2 separate regions of the Pan troglodytes genome follow, and region 2 is linked to region 1. A link is a contact called in public capture Hi-C data. All regions are on one chromosome and are shown on one strand. The core of a region is the stretch at or near the end of the contact, and the rest is flanking DNA. Distances in the headings are between cores, read along the strand shown.

The links. Capture Hi-C pulls out chosen DNA fragments and counts their contacts.
Region 2: a capture Hi-C map of stem cell-derived neural stem cells shows a contact between it and region 1, with 5 times the contacts expected there. The contact joins two enhancer-like sites. A contact is called at or near these places in 4 of 7 Hi-C or Micro-C datasets (induced pluripotent stem cells, a lymphoblastoid cell line and stem cell-derived neural progenitor cells) and 1 of 1 other capture datasets (stem cell-derived neural stem cells).

What each region holds. Positions count from the first base shown.
Region 1 is chr10:20,071,233-20,077,670 of NHGRI_mPanTro3-v2.0_pri, forward strand. No RefSeq gene overlaps it. Among named protein-coding and RNA genes, the nearest start is that of MIR614, 8.7 kb to the left of the region's middle. Within about 2 kb of position 3,264, at least 1 of the 24 cell types and tissues checked has an H3K27ac peak or open chromatin away from gene starts, as enhancers often do. A contact at or near this core is called in stem cell-derived neural stem cells, where this site is marked.
Region 2 is chr10:20,357,637-20,364,074 of NHGRI_mPanTro3-v2.0_pri, forward strand. EMP1 (epithelial membrane protein 1) reads left to right here. Exons shown (of 5, transcript XM_003313504.6): 2 at 2,092-2,210; 3 at 4,101-4,197; 4 at 4,303-4,443; 5 at 5,156-6,438. The coding sequence starts at 2,133. The coding sequence ends at 5,313. Among named protein-coding and RNA genes, the nearest start is that of EMP1, 16 kb to the left of the region's middle. Within about 2 kb of position 2,530, at least 8 of the 24 cell types and tissues checked have an H3K27ac peak or open chromatin away from gene starts, as enhancers often do. A contact at or near this core is called in stem cell-derived neural stem cells, where this site is marked.

The DNA of each region.
Region 1 (6,438 bases), core at 2,014-4,513:
CCAATGACATCCAATAATAACACTTATTAAAAGGTGAGGACACATCCTCCAGCTCTGCTGGGGACAATGTGGGGAATTCTGTCTGGAGCAAGGCCTTCGATAAGCTTGAGGCAGCTTGTAACTCTTAGGGTTTAGACGTTCACTGGCTGAGTTGTTATTCCTCATATTTGAATCTAAGAGCCATGGAGAGTTCTTAGATTGTTAGTTTTCCTGGACAGTTTTCTTTCCCTATACCTCCAACCCAAACACTTCCTTTGCCCTTCAGGTGAAAATGGAAATGCTCTTCACTCTTGGGAGGGGCCCTCACCTTTTAGTAAGTGTTATGATTGGGTGTCAATTAAAATTAAGGGGGCTGTGTGTTGCAGGACTACTCCCTTGTTCAGAGCCTTGCTTTAGAATGGGAGCTGCCACGGGAACAGAGCTCATGCTATGTTAATATGACTTTATTGCGGACACGGTGATGATCTAAAATCCTTTGCAAAGGCACTTGAATTTTGTAAACACCACTGTGTTCTCCCACCCCAGATACATGTAGTCAATGTCTGAACTATTGCTTGATTTCGTTCTTCAGACAAAAACTACTGTCTTTTTAAGAAAAAAACAAAAAAACAAAAAACAAAAAACGACTCCACGTTGTCTTTGAGGGTGATTAATTGCATAAGAAAGAACCCCATGATTCGTGTTACTCAGCAGAATCAAAAAGGCTTGTGCGTTGTACTTGGGTAGCACGAGTTTAGTCATCTGAATCACAAACCCATGACCTCTGGATACTTGGGAGCCAGAATGAGGGCCCAAGGGAGCATCTGACTGTACTGAATTAGAGGGAGGCAGAGGAAGGGGTGGGGTGCCAGGGCTTCCTTGGGAAGAAAGCGTCAGAGTGAGGGTGAGGGGATGGGGAGTGAGAGCCGATAAGTAGGAGGAAGAGTTGTAAAATCGGAGGCCTGGCAAAGTAATGAAGATAAAAGAATGTTACACTAAAGTTAAAATTAAGGACTTAAGAATCAGGAATTTGGCCGGGTGCAGTGGCTCATACCTGTAATGCCAGCACTGTGGGAGGCCGAGGCGGGCAGATCACGAGGTCAGGAGTTCGAGACCAACCTGACCAACATGGTGAAACCTTGTCTCTATTAAAAATACAAAAAATTAGCCAGGCATGGTGGCATGCGCCTGGAATCCCAGCTACTCAGGAGGCTCAGGCAGGAGAATCACTTGAACCAGGGAGGCGGAGGTTGCAGTGAGCTGAGATCATGCCATTGCACTCCATCCAGCCTGGGTGACAGAGCAAGACTCCATCTCAAAAAAAAAAAAAAAAAAAAAAAAGAGAATCAGGAATTCAGGAAAATATTAAGTTACAATTCTCAAAGGGTCAGACCTGTGTGTGAAATTGGGCAGATGGGTTTGACCTCATCATAGAACGTCCTTCCAGTTTTTCCTCTACGTTTCTAGAACGCCCTGGCTTCATGAAAGACGGGGGACAAGGTGAGGAGGAGCAGCCTGCTAAATGCACAGAACCCGGCATGCTCAGAGATGGTTCTTTTGATTATGTTGGCCGTCCCCTCCCCGCCCCCAAGGCCCTGGCTAGGTCCTCTGTCCTTTCCTTTCTCTGACAAACCTGGTGGCAGTGCCAGAAACAATGAATTGATGAATTAGTACCTGTATATTTTTCCCAGATCATCAGGGCTACAGTCTGCATGCATGGGTGTTGCATTTAACTTTAAAAGAAAACTAGAAAGAAAAATGGCTGTTTATATATTCTGCATAACGGAGAGGTTTCCTTCCTTCCTTCCCTCCTTCCCTCCCTCCCTCCTTCCTTCTTTTCTTCTCTTCTCTTCTCTTTTCTTTTCTTTCTTGACGGAGTCTCGCTTTGTTGCCCAGGCTGGAGTGCAGTGGCACGATCTGGGCTCACTGCAAGCTCCACCTCCTGGGTTCACACCATTCTCCCGCCTCAGCCTCCCAAGTAGCTGGGACTACAGGCACCTGCCACCACGCCTGGCTAACTTTTGGTACTTTTAGTACAGATGGGGTTTCACCGCATTAGCCAGCTTGGTCTCAGTCTCCTGACCTTGTGATCCGCCCGCCTCGGCCTCCCAAAGTGCTGGGATTACAGGCATGAGCCACCTTGCCCAGCCTCTCTTCTCTTTCTTTTCTTTCTCTCTTTCTTTCTCTCTCTTTCTCTCTTTCTCTTTCTTTTCTTTTCTTTCCTTCCTTCCTTCCTTCCTTCTCTTTCTTTCTTTCTTTCTTTCTTTTCTTTCTTGTCTTGCCCTGTCACCCAGGCTGGCCAATCTACCTGCCCTAGGCTTCTGAGTAACTTGGACTACAGGTGTGCACCATCACACCTAGCTTTTTTTGATTTTTTATAGAGATGGCGGGGGGGCTCTCTCTATGTTGCCCAGGCTGGTCTTGAACTCCCAAGCTCAAGCAATCCTCCTGCCTTGGCCTCCCAAAGTGCTGAGATTACAGGTGTCAGTCACCATGCCTGGCTGTGGAGAAGCTTTCATGCTCCCCAGACATCTTCTTCAGTGGTCTGTGAGAATCTCAGAAATTCCTGGTATGTGTGGGGTACCGGCTGGTGGCTGTGTGTACAGACACACCCACACATCCACCCACATCCATGTCCACTCCTGTATACACCAATTGGCCGTAAGCCTAAGGTATGGAGAGTCATTTCTACACGTGAGATGAAACCAGTGCCCTTGCCTCCTATCACCGTATGTGTATGTGCACACTGTCATGCCAAATAAAACACATTTCCATTCAAGGCAGTAGCAAAACAGGGTTGCCGATTGTGTGGCTGAAAAGCAGTGCATGTCACCAACTGTCCCTAACTCACGGTGAGTGATCCATCCCTGTGACCTTGATTTTCACGATCTTTCATTTTTATTTACCTTTTATCTTTTGTAGAGATGGGTTCTCACTAAGTTGCCCAGGCTGATCTTGAACTCCTGGGCTCGAGCAGTCATCCCTCCTCGGCCTCCCAAGTAGCTGGGACTACAAGCTGGCCCAGATATAAGCAGGCAGTTTTTTATTTTTTTTTATTATTATTTTTTGAAACGAACTCTCTGTTGCCCAGGCTGGAGTGCAGTGGCGCGATCTCAGCTCACTGCAACCTCCACCTCCCAGGTTCAAGAGATTCTCTTGCCTCAGCCTCCCGAGTAGCTGGGATTACAGCTACTCAGCTGTACACCATGCCCGGCTAATTTTGTATTTTTAGTAGAGACGGGGTTTCACTATGTTGGCCAGGCTGATCTCCAACTCTTGATCTGCTCACTTCAGCCTCCCAAAGTGCTGGGATTACAGGCGTGAGCCACCGTGCCCGGCTAGAGCAGGCAGTTTAATGCTGGGCTCCCATAGTGGTAAGTCTTCAGGGTACTGAAATTTCGAATTTAGATTTATTTGTTGGTTTGTGTGTTTTTCTCTATTATATAGGCTTTAGAAGGACAGAAATTTGTTCTGTTTTTCTCAGTATTCCCTGAGCCTAGGACAGTGCCTGTACACACGGGTAAAATGAATAAACATTTTGGGAGAAGGGTATTTTTTTTTTCTTTTGTCACAGGCTAATTAGAATGATGTCCTTTCACTCAGAGAACACAGCTCTGAGGTTCCTCTCTTGCCTATTCTGGTGTCTTGAATGCCAATTTGTCTTCAAATAATTTTGATGAATTTCAGCTGATCAACCATCAGATTTTTGTGTGTGTTTCCATATAAGAACACTTAAATCCAGTGTGATAAAAGCAACTTACAAGCCCGAGGCTTGGAAGAAAGGAAAGGAATTTTTTACTTCTTGGGCTGAATACATTTCATCACATCCCAATTTATTTCCCTGAGGCTTTTCTTTGTCAAGCTTGGGAAAGTGCTGTTTCCTAGGAGAACCACACAAGAACAAACTTTAAATATGAGAAAAGAGAAAAGCACGCCCCAAAGCAAAACAAAACAAAAAAACCCCCAAAAAACAATAAGAGAAGCATTTTAGATGGATTTTCTCCAAAGATCGATTGCATTGTGTTCCAAACGCATTTCTTTTCTTTCTTTTTAAAATTTTTTTTGAGATGAAGTTTCACTCTGTTACGCAGGCTGAGTGCAGTGGCATGATCTTGGCTGACTGCAACTTCCACCTCCTGGGTTCAAGTGATTCTCCCGCCTCAGCTTTTCAAGTAGCTTCAGGTGCCCACCACCATGCCTGGCTAATTTTGTATTTTTAGTAGAGATGGGGTTTCACCACGTTGGCTAGGCTGGTCTCAAACTCCTGACCTCAAGTGATCCACCCGCCTCAGCCTCCCAAAGTGCTGGGATTACAGGCGTGAGTCACTGTGCCCAGCGTAAAGTGCATTTCTTTTCTAAACTGACTTGAACCAAAATGGATGAACAAGGACCGAAGGGTTCATCTGAAGAGATGATATACACCAAACTGGAAACAGATGAGAATGCCAGCAAATAGGCTCAGGAGGAATTTATCTTCTTGAATTTTCAGGCATAAGCTGCTTTCGACAATGTTTTCTCTTACAAAAACAGGGTGAGCGTGTTCTGGATGGAGGCTGGGTGGGAACCCCAGGTCAGAGCAGATGTGGAACTGGGGCATGGGGAAGACTATACCCCAAAGAGGTGGGGGTGGGGAAGAAGATGAAAAGTGAAAGGCGAATGTTCCCAGGGGCAGGAATTCATAAACTTTCCCCATTGATTCTGCCCTCTCAAGCCAATCACTTTCTGCCTTTTTGGACCAAATTGGGAAAGCCTGGACAGTCTGCTACAAACCAGACCAGAGCCTTTTCTTGTCAACAGAGCAGCGCTTCCTAAACTTATACTGCGTTAAAAATCACATGGGAATTTGTTTAAAATGCAGTGTCTGGAGCCTCCTAGAGGTTCTGATTTAGTTGGTCTGAGTCAGGGTCCAAGAATTTGTATCCGGAGCAAGTATCCCGGCGATTCTTCTGCTTGGACAGGGTTGGGACAAGGCGTCGGCCAGTCATCCACATTGTCTTTTTGCAGATCCACTAATCTTCCATGCAGGCTCCAACAACTCCTTCCCGGCCTGGGAACCCAAATCCGCAGGAAGAATCTCGGGGTGTTGTCTTGGCTTATTCATTCAGAGCTGTCGTGTGTGGTTCTGCAAACAGTACTCAGATTCGTTCCCTCTCCCCGTAGGGATCTTGCTGGAGATGCCCAGGGTTAACAGTGGAACTCCATATGGAGACAGAGGCATGGGGGGAGCTTCGCTGGAGATGGGACAGCCTGCTCCACCGCGAAGCCTACTGAGGCTCTCTTCTTACGTACCCCGCGCAATCTCATCTCCCTGAACAACTTCCACCTCCACCTTTCAGCTCATTCCCTAATGTCTGCTTCTGTTGGAACTCCACAATCTCATCTTTATCTGCCTAGGTGTGTTACAGTAGGTAGCTGTCAGGTATGAGCAGGGCAGGAGAGGGTCCGTTCCAATACCAGGAACCTCAGGTGACCATCAGGTGATGGTCAGGCGGCTGTTAGTCTGTCGCTCTAAAATAATAATTGGTCGCAGCCGGTGCTAGGGAAAGACAGGCTCCCAGTAGATAGAAAACACCTGAAACGGGTGATAAGCAGCTTCCCAATAAGATCTTAGCAGTTGGTCGAGTGGACTCAAGCATGAGCACTAACAGGCAGAATGCCAGAGTTTAACTGGTATATGACCTTCTAGGGACATTCGACTGATAAGGGAAGAACGCCTCACGTGAGCATGTGTACAACTCCTGCATGCGTACAAACACACTGCGCATGCTCCCCTCCCAGGCACTGGCAGGCCACACACTGCGCATGCTCCCCTCCCAGGTGCTGGCAGGCCACACACTGCGCATGCTCCCCTCCCAGGTGCTTGCAGGCCACACACTGCGCATGCTCTCCTCCCAGGTGCTGGCAGGCCACTGCGCAAGTGTGGACAGCCTACACCAAGGGAAGAGTCAGGGGAGAAGGAACACAAGACTCCGGAAGCATGCCAGCGTATAAAACCGTAAGTCAAAGGTCAGACTGTCCAGTGGGTGATCTCTCAAGTCGCCCGCTTGGCCTCTTCCAAGTGTACTTTACTTCCTTTCATTCCTGCTCTAAAACTTTTTAATAAACTTTCATTCCTGCTCTAATACTTGCCTCAGTCACTCCTGCCTTACCACAATATTTTTAAAAACAAAATCAATACCAAAAAGCCCATGATAAACAACATATCAAAATTTTATAAAAGCAGGCTGTTTGGTTTGTTTTACGACCTTGCGTTACTGCAAGAGAGGAGCCGTTTCCAATCAGGCTTTGGATCCTGGGCTTATGTGGCTGCTGTGTCCCTGCCATGGATCTGTGAGGGTTGACAATGGGGTACAAACAAATTGGGCAATGAAGGGCTTTATATATATATACATATATATATATGTGTGTATATATATACACATATATATGTATATATACATATATGTATATATGTATATG
Region 2 (6,438 bases), core at 1,280-3,779, 290 kb after region 1:
AGGGTTAGACAAATGACAATTTCTAAGAGGACCGAAAGGATTTTATACACCCTGCCTCATGAACTAGACAGCAGGTATCTTATTACTTGCACTTAACATGGGGCAGCCTAGCGATTGAGTAACTGGGTTGGGTTGGCAACAGCTACCCGGCTTCACTTATGAATAATAGTAATAATAATAACCGCAGCTAAAGCAACCCCATTATTAGTAGCTGCCATGTGTCAGACACTAGGTGTTTTACATAAACAATCTGAATTCATCCTCACATTTCCCTTTGCAATTGACATTGCGACTTCCACTTTCTAAATGAGGAAACAGATGAGCGTCAAATAACTGGATATGATTCTAATTCAACCTCTGTCTGATTCAAAAAACTCTTTTTACTGTGCATTTAAGTCAAGCAGAAAATTGGGGAGGTGTGCTAGAACCTGAGAAAAGCAAAAATGAATTTGAATATGTGGGGGGATTACTAAGAGCAGACATGAAAGCTCCAACCTCTCCCCTGAAGAGGCAGGATAAACCTCATAATTTTTGCATTCACAGTTAAGTTGGACACATTCCTAAAAAACAGCCTGGGTTGGAAGGAAGTGGCCAGATTGGGAAGGGGCTGTTGGAGACGGTCAGGGAGAATGGTGGAAGCCATTGTCTGCCTCTCATTCCTTGCTTGCAGAGAGCAAGGCACCCTGATGTATATTAGATCACTCTAGATTTTTGGTTGCCTGATAAAGAAAGTGAGAGGAGATAAAAGGCATGTGAAGTGTTGGAATTATAGTATCAGTGCTCTCTAATAAATACCTGATGTGGCATCAAAGTGCCTCAAGCACATTCAAAGCATCAATTAAATTAGGTGGAGTGAGAGAGGGCAGTGGAACAATTGCAGGATGTGCCTGGCCATCTCCTCCCTTGGTTGGGGCATCCACACATCCATTCTGTCTAGGGTGTGAATAACCTCAAGCCCTTTCCTTTTGATGTCTCTCTGAGCCTGCACTGCTTTGTGACAGTCTTAGGCATGACAAAGCTCTCCTTCTGTAGCTGACATAAATCAGAATAGCCTCCCCCATGTGTATCCTTCACACTTCCTTTATTTCCTAGGCTTTATGATCAGTGGGCTCCCTTCTCTGCTGTGATTATGGCTGAAAGCTTTTGTTTATCCATGCACATTCTTAATCGATATTAGTTCCCAATCCTCCCACCCTGTGATTTATGCATTTGCCTGTCTTCTGTATTGAGTCCTGAAGGATTGGAATTTGTGTAAATGTCATGTACAAGGAGAAGGCACATTTGGTGGTATTTCAAGTTGCATTACTTTTAAAGCCCCCAGAACCGTCACACTGAGCTGTGGAAAATATGACTCTCTGCCCAGACCAATGGCAGGCTTCCTGCCATGAGGCACACAGAGCCCAAAGGCTCAGGTGTAGTAATACTAGTCTGAAATGCTCAGTCAGAGGGTGACCAGACCATTAAACTGTAATTAGGTTGTTATAATTATTGAAAACCAAACAGCATTATAATAATAGAACTGTGCCTCTCACATTTTATATCTCGCCCAGGATCATATTAGTAGCCTATTCAGTATATGGGCATTGAGTAATAGCTGCTATTCTTCAGAAGGCATTTACTTCTATTAAAAGTGCTGGGTGAGCAATTTGGTGAAAGCATGGACATTTTCCTAGTGGAAAATGGACATTTATATGACATTGTTCAGAGACCTGGAAATTATAAAGGCCTACTTCTTTGAAAATCAAAGTCCTATTTTTAACCTCTGAAACACAAACAAAATAAAATACGAACAGTTATCATAAAATGTTCTTGTTCCTTTTTTGAAATAGAATGTATTAGAGAAATGAGTATGTAAATCCCCAAGAAGAAACCAAATTCTGTTTCCATGTAGGTATGTATAACTGGATGAATAGGCACTTAGGCAAATCAGAACTAGGTTACAGGGGTGTTTTCAGGAATTTATGATTAGATTGTGATGGTTTTTAGTGCAGCTCTTCCCCATGTTAGCAGAGAGCCCACACGTGTGGGAAAGCTGAGTCGTCTTATTGAATCTGACAGTAACCGTTTTTGTCCCTTTCTTTTTCTTTTCAGAACTCTCTTTGCTCACGAGTTACCAAAAAAAAAGAGCCAAGATGTTGGTATTGCTGGCTGGTATCTTTGTGGTCCACATCGCTACTGTTATTATGCTATTTGTTAGCACCATTGCCAATGTGAGTAATGTTCTTTTGTTCATTCATTCATTGAGAAATCATTCGAATATTTACATCAAGTGCACAAAAGAAGTTTAAGCCACAGCCCTTGCCCTTCATGAACTTACAGCTCAGTTGTGGGAAAACAAAATAAACACACGCTTGCTCTTCAAACAATTAAATAACAGGAGCATAAAAGTGAATGTCCACAGGAGTGTTCCTGCCAGAGCTGTAGGTGGTTAAGGGCTTGGAGGATCTAGTGCAGCTTCTTCGGTCTCTAGAAGAGCCTTCCCAGCAGCAGGGGTGAGTGGAGCTTGAGGTGAACCTGGAGGAGTGGTAGATGGCTGAAGTTTCTCTTAGTGAAAGAGGGAAGGTGGAAGGATCATAGGGATGCATTCAGGTGGGAGTGCTAGCAAAGGAGCACATGTAGGAAGGACAAGCTTTGGTCAGAGGATAAGGAGGACACACACCTATGTGGCTGGAGCCGAACTTCCCCTCCTTCTGAGAAGCTTGATTAGAAGGATAGATGGGAGGAAGAGGATGCCAGACTGACGAATTCAAATTTTGAGCAAAGAGTAGCATGTGAAAGTGGAGTTTTGCAAGATTAACCCAGTGCCACTGAATTAACTAACTCAGACAAAACAAGAAAAAAAAATGGAGGTAGTGTCTTTTCTCTCTGAACCCTGGGCTACTCTGACCTCTAGTGGTGGCTTACAGCGCCCAATTTGCTCTTACTTGTGCTTTTCTCAGAAAAAAGCCAGCTCCTTGGACCTAAAAACCAAGGCCACCAATCACTAGGCAGGCAAACCATGGTTTCAGAATCTGTTTAGGTCCCTATCACAGTTAAAGTATAAGTGAGTTTTAAAGTTCAGATAGAAGAGCTTTGCAAACATTAGTGGGTGTGATCATAAGCAAGGCTAATTAAGAATAACTGTGATAAGACAACCCCCGCCCATGCGACCTCCTCATTTTGTAATTTAGCCATTCTATATGTCAACTCCTATATCTATCCAGATAAATCTGATAAGCTTCTTCAAAGTGTATTAATGAGCGCCAAAGCGCTGCGTATCTGTGAATTGCCAGCCCCTAATATAAGGCTAGGCACACAGTTGTTTATTGAATGAAGAGCAGAGATTGGCGTAGGTGATGCATGTTCCCGGCCCCACCTTTCCAGTGTGTGCATTTGTGTGTGTGTAGACAGGACACTGCACTTGTTTTCTCTTCCAGAAGGATAATTCCTTTTCTTGGGCCAGGCAGGAAGGGATGGCGGCACCATGATCAGTCTGGGGGAATCCATTCAGGTCACCCTTCAGCTTTTAGTAGCCCCTACAGGAAAGCAGTTGCTGTAGTATTTTACTATCAAATTACTTTGCATGTTGTGACAGTCAAGTTTGATCCTTCTGTTTAGTTGAAAGTGGCTTATTAACCACTAGATTCATTGTTATTTTCCCAGTAGGTCTTATGTTTCTTAATTGTTTCCAGTTGGACATTTCACTTTTTTCCTGGTTAACCAGGGACTTAAATGAAACAATCTTGTTAGAGTATATGAACTGCACATACCTAAGTCAGTTTCTTCATCCTGGACTTCTGTTTCTCAGAACCTTAGAATTTTAAACCACTGTGGTTGAGTTACTTCCATTTTTTTTAAGTCATGAAGAATGTGGAGCCCAAAGAGGGCTAGGTGATTTCTTTCTGGGTTTCACATTCTTCTGTGTCTCTTCTCTTGGCAACTTTGTGAACTTCAGTTTTAATCGGACCTTATTTCCACCCACAGATAAGCTGCATAGCCATAGTTATAGCTAAATAGAATGTCTTTATTAAAATCTGATCCCGATGCAAGCTGATTTGTTATTTTCTTTTTAAATCAGAGGGCCAGCTTTCAATCAACATTTTCTTTCCTTCTGGTTTCAGGTCTGGTTGGTTTCCAATACGGCAGATGCATCAGTAGGTCTTTGGAAAAACTGTACCAACGTTAGCTGCAGTGACAGCCTGTCATATGCCAGTGAAGGTATATATAAAGATATTGACCCAGTGCTGACAATAGGTGTGGTCAGGGAATGTTCAGCCCCTGGAGTGACCTCATGCCCTTGTTCTCCTCGTCCTGTGTCTACAGATGCCCTCAAGACAGTGCAGGCCTTCATGATTCTCTCTATCATCTTCTGTGTCATTGCCCTCCTGGTCTTCGTGTTCCAGCTCTTCACCATGGAGAAGGGAAACCGGTTCTTCCTCTCAGGGGCCACCACACTGGTGTGCTGTGAGTATCTCATGGGTAGACTCCAGTTTACACTTTTAAGTCCATCTTACCATGGGTGTTTCTGGCAACTTGAACAGATTAGCACATGGTTCAGTGAAACTTCCTTGTGCAATTTTCTCCTCTGGTTATTTGTTCTCTTGTGGAGAACCTTGAATTGCTGCTTGGGTTGAGAACCCTCATCTGCTTCATTGTTCAAAACCAGTGCTCCTGGGTAGCTACCAAGTGGCAGTGCATATCTGTTAGTAGCACGTGTGTACAAGACACTTCAAGAAGGCAGAAAGGTAGGAGTTCTCAGAAAGATGAAACCACTGCCACAATGCACACCATTATTGTGATTCTCATTTAATTGTTGTTCTTTCCCAATATACTCGGTTTGGTGGAAGGACATGCTCTTTTGCATCCCTGAGTAGCTTTCCTAGACCCACAAGGGCCAGACAGGACAGCTGGGTGGTAGGCATGAGGTTCTGTGTTTTACATCACACTGTGGCCACACAAACCAGTGCAGACATGAGAGCCCAGACACCTCTAATTTATCAACATACCGTCGAGCTTGGCCCAGGGGACATCCATCAGAACTCCTGTTTAGGGACAAACAAGCAGAGTTCATTTTCCTATTGCTAATGAGGGAAATAGGATCTTCTTAAAATTAGTAAAACTTTTTCTCGACTTTAATGTAAGAAAACACACCGCCAAATCTCCTTTTCCCCTGCAGGGCTGTGCATTCTTGTGGGGATGTCCATCTACACTAGTCGTTATGCGAATCGTGATGGAACGCAGTATCACCACGGCTATTCCTACATCCTGGGCTGGATCTGCTTCTGCTTCAGCTTCATCATCGGCGTTCTCTATCTGGTCCTGAGAAAGAAATAAGGCCGGACGAGTTCATGGGGATCTGGGGGGTGGGGAGGAGGAAGCCGTTGAATCTGGGAGGGAAGTGGAGGTTGCTGTACAGGAAAAACCGAGATAGGGGAGGGGGGAGGGGGAAGCAAAGGGGGGAGGTCAAATCCCAAACCATTACTGAGGGGATTCTCTACTGCCAAGCCCCTGCCCTGGGGAGAAAGTAGTTGGCTAGTACTTTGATGCTCCCTTGATGGGGTCCAGAGAGCCTCCCTGCAGCCACCAGACTTGGCCTCCAGCTGTTCTCAGTGACACACACTGTCTGGGGCCCCATCAGCTGCCACAACACCAGCCCCACTTCTGGGTCATGCACTGAGGTCCACAGACCTACTGCACTGAGTTAAAATAGCGGTACAAGTTCTGGCAAGAGCAGATACTGTCTTTGTGCTGAATACGCTAAGCCTGGAAGCCATCCTGCCCTTCTGACCCAAAGCAAAACATCACATTCCAGTCTGAAGTGCCTACTGGGGGGCTTTGGCCTGTGAGCCATTGTCCCTCTTTGGAACAGATATTTAGCTCTGTGGAATTCAGTGACAAAATGGGAGGAGGAGAGAGAGTTTGTAAGGTCATGCTGGTGGGTTAGCTAAACCAAGAAGGAGACCTTTTCACAATGGAAAACCTGGGGGATGGTCAGAGCCCAGTCCAGACCTCACACACGGCTGTTCCTCATGGAGACCTCATGCCATGGTCTTTGCTAGGCCTCTCGCTGAAAGCCAAGGCAGCTCTTCTGGAGTTTCTCTAAAGTCACTAGTGAACAATTCGGTGGTAAAAGTACCACACAAACTATGGGATCCAAGGGGCAGTCTTGCAACAGTGCCATGTTAGGGTTATGTTTTTAGGATTCCCCTCAATGCAGTCAGTGTTTCTTTTAAGTATATAACAGGAGAGAGATGGACATGGCTCATTGTAGCACAATCCTATTACTCTTCCTCTAACATTTTTGAGGAAGTTTTGTCTAATTATCAATATTGAGGATCAGGGCTCCTAGGCTCAGTGGTAGCTCTGGCTTAGACACCATCTGGAGTGATCACCTCTTGGGGACCCTGCCTATCCCACTTCACAGGTGAGGCATGGCAATTCTGGAAGCTGATTAAAACA